Regions from separate parts of the Rattus norvegicus genome. Here region 2 is linked to region 1. The links are chromatin contacts, called in public Hi-C maps. All regions are on one chromosome and are shown on one strand. Each heading gives the region's core, a stretch centred on a gene start, on an enhancer-like site or on the middle of the called end of the contact. The rest is flanking DNA. Distances are from core to core; before and after follow the strand shown. Region 1 holds the start of Marcks (myristoylated alanine rich protein kinase C substrate). Region 2 overlaps LOC102555751 (a long non-coding RNA gene).

Evidence for each region. Hi-C and Micro-C count contacts between places; a contact is called where the count stands out from the background.
Region 2: a contact with region 1 is called in a Hi-C map of the A7r5 cell line, with 5 times the contacts expected there. The contact joins the enhancer-like site here to the promoter of Marcks in region 1. A contact is called at or near these places in 5 of 12 Hi-C or Micro-C datasets (the A7r5 cell line, Schwann cells, liver and 1 more) and 1 of 1 datasets of contacts at active chromatin or transcription factors (oligodendrocytes).

The regions. Positions count from the first base shown.
Region 1 is chr20:42,244,607-42,247,306 of GRCr8, reverse strand. Marcks (myristoylated alanine rich protein kinase C substrate) reads left to right here and starts at 1,425. Exons shown (of 2, transcript NM_001271090.3): 1 at 1,425-1,908. The coding sequence starts at 1,807.
Region 2 is chr20:42,458,736-42,461,435 of GRCr8, reverse strand. It overlaps LOC102555751 (a long non-coding RNA gene), which reads right to left. Exons shown (of 7, transcript XR_005497840.2): 3 at 1,719-1,797; 4 at 1,188-1,323; 5 at 961-1,057; 6 at 592-852; 7 at 1-389. Among named protein-coding and RNA genes, the nearest start is that of Trnap-agg35, 18 kb to the left of the region's middle. Within about 2 kb of position 1,370, at least 18 of the 93 cell types and tissues checked have an H3K27ac peak or open chromatin away from gene starts, as enhancers often do. A contact at or near this core is called in the A7r5 cell line, where this site is marked.

The sequences.
Region 1 (2,700 bases), core at 176-2,675:
AACACCGAGAGAAACGAACCATTCCCTCGACTGATTCTCGCCTCCATCGTTCACGTTGCACAGTCATTAAATGCAAACGCCGAAAGATGGTTTGGATTTTCTCATGAGCGAAAATATGGGTGGTAGATGAATGTGTATTAAGTTGCGTCCTCTATCCCTTCTCCCTTCCAGATACATTAAATCAACGCCTGCTCTCTCACACACTAAAAGCGTCTGGTGGTAAGGGTTGTAGTGAACGAGAGAGATATCCTACACACCGCTGTAGAGCCTTAGCCTGGGTTAGACGTGGAGTCTCCAGGGATTTTCTTGCTGTCTCTCAACAGTGCAGGCGATTTCTTCTGAGACTAGGACTCAGTAGACTTTCCTCGCTGCTGCCTCTCTTCCTGGAGCACACTTGATGCTGTGCACGGACAAGTTCAAAATGAGAGTCCCTCCGCTGTTGGCAGCAAGCTGGGAAAACAACTCATGTCGACGAGAGTAGCTGTCTCCCAACTGTAAATATGGATTCGTACACTCAAGGCTCCGTCTCGTTTTACCACAGAGGGAAATTAATTATGTCGTTTCATACAGCGGTAACATGCTAGCGAGTTTCGATCTTCTGCAAATGGTCCTCACTGTGTTTTTTAGAAAAGTGATCGCTAATTGGAATAGCCGGAGAGACGCGATTTGAAGCGCTCCAAGGAACATTTTTAAAATATTTTATTTCACGCCTCTGGGAGAAAGGAAGAAGCATGGCTTAGGCTGTTTGCTGCTTTTGCATTTCCCACATCTGGCCTACAGACCTAATTCCAACTGGAGATCTCGCTAGGTGAAATTCGATCTTCGTGGTTTAAATACCTTTCAGTGTGGGACGATTTACCAATTGCAGCAGTTTAAAGAAAGAAAAAAACAAACAAAACCCCCAAAATCCTTGCGCACTGTGAAACCCTTATGAAACGCGGAGGGAAAAAAAAAGCTGCTAGCACACAAATCCTATCCATTGTCTTTAACACTCGCGTACACACTTATACACGTAAACACACAGAGAAGATGGGGGAGGGGAGAGAGTGGCTAGAGACAGACGCGGATATAGACCAGCAAGAGTCAATGCGAGTCAAGTTAAGGCTTTCTCCGCCCCCATCCATAAGTACCCCCTCCCGTGTTAATTAATTCCAAACAAAGCAAGCCAATCAAGAAATGCATTATTATTTTCTGGCCGAGGGAGACGAGAAGCACGTAATTTTTAATTGATTTATTTATTTGGAGGACATTAATTCTCGGTCTGAGGCTGATTTTTCAAACCGTTTGCAAAGCGCGGCTCCATTGTTCGCCCGGAGCGCAGGCCCCGCCTCCTGCTTTGTGTGCGGCGCGCGGATTGGCCAGCGCGCGCGGGGGCCGCGTCAGCGCCCGCGAGCCCATTCATCTGTGCACTTGGGCGTTGGACCCCGCATCTTATTAGCAACCAGGGAGATTTCTCCATTTTCCTCTTGTCTACAGTGCGGCTACAAATCTGGGATTTTTTTTTATTACTTCTTTTTTTAAAAAACTACACTTGGGCTCCTTTTTTGTGCTCGACTTTTCCACCTTTTTCCCTCCTTCCTGCGCTGCTGCTTTTTGATCTCTTCGACTAAAAATTTTTTATCCGGAGTGTATTTAATCGGGTCTCTTCTGTCCTCCTCGTCACCCCCACCCCCTCCCTCCGGTGTGTGTGCCGCCGCCGCTGTTGCTGCTGCCGCCGCTGCTGCTGCTCGCCCCGTCGTTACACCAACCCAAGGCTCTTTGTTTCCTCTCTTGGATCTGTTGAGTTTCTTTGTTGAAGAAGCCAGCATGGGTGCACAGTTCTCCAAGACCGCAGCGAAGGGAGAAGCCGCCGCTGAGAGGCCCGGGGAGGCGGCTGTGGCCTCGTCGCCTTCCAAAGCAAATGGGCAGGTAAATTCTACCTGTGGTTCTGGGCATTTCTTGGGTGTCTTTCTCTAATCTGGACGCCTCGCCTTCCCTCTGGTCGCGCCCGAGATGCATTCCGGGGAGGGGAGCGTGGCCAGATCCTAGTCTGAAAGTTGAATGGGTAACGATAGCCTAAATTGTCAATTTTTCATAAGAACCAAAGGAGTGGTTCCTAAGGATCCTGGCGAATTCTTGAGTAGACCGGAGGAAGAGTGATAAATCGCCTAAAATGGCGTGGTTTGGAAATTGGCTGAACGTGACTAGTTAGATGCACACCCCCCCCAACGCCCCTCCAGGTTGCATTTGCATTTGGGGCCACAGCAGTGTTTGGGTGGCTCACGTATTTATTGTCGAGATTGGGTCGTCTTTGAGATTTCTGGTGTGGTTGTGTGTGTGCGCGCGCGTGTGTGTATGTGGGTAGGAAGGGGGGAGCCAACGTGGATGGCGGTGGAGAAAGCCAAGCAGAGAGAGAAGGCTTGTCTTATTGTATCCAGAGGCAGTATGCCTCGGGTTTCTTGGAAAGGTGGCTGGTTAGAGCTGGACAGGCAGCTTTTCCAAGTGCCTTTCCGATGCCCCCCCCCTTTGGTAGCTGTGTAATTACACACCCATATGACTTTTTAAATGCTATCCTGGTGTGGTGGGAATACTCAGTAGGTTTTTGAAGACCCTTTCCTGCCTACCAAGAGGGGAGCAGTTTTGGTGTTTTGGTCTGGACCGTTCCTGTGAATGGCACCTCGGCCACCCTCGAGAATTGCCCTAGTGCTGCTGCGACCCAGG
Region 2 (2,700 bases), core at 121-2,620, 210 kb before region 1:
AGAACCCTCTAAATTTCCACTGGTGGGGGAGGAGGGTGAAAAGCAAAGCACAAAATCGGGGAAAGTCAGACAAAGTCATCTGAAGGGGATGCTGGAAGGAGCCAGGGCCAGAAGCAGACCTGGGGGACAGTCCCTGGCCACCACCACCCTTTGCCCTATCAGTGGCCTGGGAGCCACAGCTGAGAGGGTCAGCTATCTGGAAGAGAGCTGTAAACTCCAGAAAGGAAGGCAATACTTCTCCATGGGACTTCCCTGGCGGGGGTTTCAGATCTTTCTCTGTAGCAACCTCAGGGCTTGTGACAGGGCTTCAGGGAAATGAGACAACTCAGATGCAAATGTCACAGGAAATTCAGCGCTGAGCCTTGCAGAGCAGGAGAAAGCACTCTGGCCTAAAGAACAGAAATGGGTGAAAGGAAGCCTCAGAGAACCAGGGAGCACTTTACCAGGTCATCTGTAATGATTAAAGTTATTACTGACCACCTACTGTGTGCTTAAACTATGAGCACCTTCCCACCCATTCTTACAACACATATTAGGAAACAGACATGATTTCCCCCATTCTCCTCTGTCCAAACAAAGAAATGCTCTCACCAGAAAGTTTTATGGTTATGTGTTTCCTTGTGACATAGCACAGATAAGCTTCGATCTATTTATCATCCACAAAGTTACAGAAAATCACAGCCTAAAACTAGCAGATCCCTGCCCAAATCTGTATGCTACTGAGCGGTTGTGTAGAAACAGGAAATCTTGTAGGCTCTTGGGGTCTCGGATCTCTCAGTCATAGAATGGGCTACAGTGGGGTCTCTCCAGCCTTTGGCCTCTCCAGCTCACAGGAAGTCACTTCGCACCAAACTAAGAAAGAAAATTACAAAATCGCCATCAAATATTTTTAAAGGCAAACGACACATTGGGCTTATCATGTTCTTGTTCCCCACGGATAACACACTTCAGGGGGTTTACCGTAGCAAATTAAAATTTTTTTAAAGTTGTTTTGTTTTTGCTCTTTTGGGACGACCATGGAAATGGAGACAAAGTTAGCTCTCTGTCAGCAGAAATGCTGCACAGAAAAAAAAAAAAGAGAGAGAGAGAGAAAAAATCAAGTCAACATTCTTCCTCTCCCCCAACCCCCACCGCACCCCTCCTCCCAGGAGTAACCCATCACTCACTGTGGGAAAATGATTACTTACAGGAAGTAGGGCTGATGAATCATCACACCGTTCTTCTGGGACTCTCTCAAGTGAAGTAGTAAGAAATTAGCGAAAAGATTGAAAAGTGGGGGTGTGGACTGCGATTTGCCAACAGCTCCATTCTGGGCACTGCAGGCTGAGGAAAAGTAAGCAAGCTTTGGGGATTTTGAGTCACGAGGCACTAAATCACCGTCCTGTGCTAGACTGTGGAATCCAGGGCAGAGCCACACAACTCATCTTCCCAGAGTCACTCCTTGAGCCTGAGTTCTTAGAGCTCCAAAGACTCATTGATCAGCAAACAGCAAGTAATGCCACCTCTGGGCTTGTCCTGACAGGCGACCTGCTAAGCCCTGCCTGTGTAAGAGGCATCCCTCCTTATAGAAAGGATCAACAAGTATCAAAGGAAGGCTTCAGTCACTTAACACTGCCCTCTCCTTCTACAATACAAGGACGCATGGACACCACAATCACACTTCCTATTGTGGTCTTAGCAAATAGTACTGTACTTACACTTTCTCCTCTATGACTAACCTGCTCCAAATGCTTTTTCCACCGTCGTTTTCTACTTGCCCTTTTTTGCCCTTAGAAAGTGTCTGAACAAGAAGCTGTTCTGTAATCAGAGACATAGAAATGCACAAGAAATTTTAGGACAAATTACCTACTGCATTTGCAAACTCTCGGGAGCCTATATCATGAGATCAGAACACTGATGTTTTAATGACTTGGTATTCTCTATTTCTTTTGTGTCTTGAAGGCAGTGAAAGGAAAAGTTCAGTCAGATGTTTCAAATTCTCACAGGCCAGGACCCGCTACAGGAACAGGTTTTGTTATAGCACCTGGACTGAACAGGACTCAATGGCTGAGGTCACCAGTTCCAGGGTCATTTGCCTTATTTAAGTCTACCTCCTTACCAAGTTAAAATAAAAAATAATCACAGACTCTAATGTGTCCATTTTTTACTGGTGAACTATGTAATTGTGCTACAAATAAATTATAGGCAATACAAAGCATTCAGAGAATTATTTTTTAAAAGATGGCATTTAAGATATATTTGCGTCTATTAATTTTTCCTCTCCTGTATCTCACTGAGCCCTGGGGCTCGTGTACCTCCCCCTGGGCACTAAGGTTCTCATGTCATGATAGGATTCATGTGTTAAATGAGCTCAAAGGATGTCCCATGTCCAATGAAATCTTGCTAAAACCCTAAACAGTCAAGGTTGATCTTAAGGCAGCATGAAAACCACAGGTGGGTGAGCTCGGACCATCCTCTGGCTGCTCAGAAAGGTATTTCCTCTGATGCCCTGGGCTCTTTGCTCCTTAGATTAATTCTTTGAAATATGATACATGTATACATCTTTTAATCACATCCACCTCCATTTTGCTCTCCCAACACCCCCCAGACCCGATTCCAACCCATTCTCCTCTGCAATAGGTCCCCCTCTCAACGTCATGTCCTTTCTCTGTCTGTCTATCTATCTATCTATCTATCTATCTATCTATCTATCTATCTATC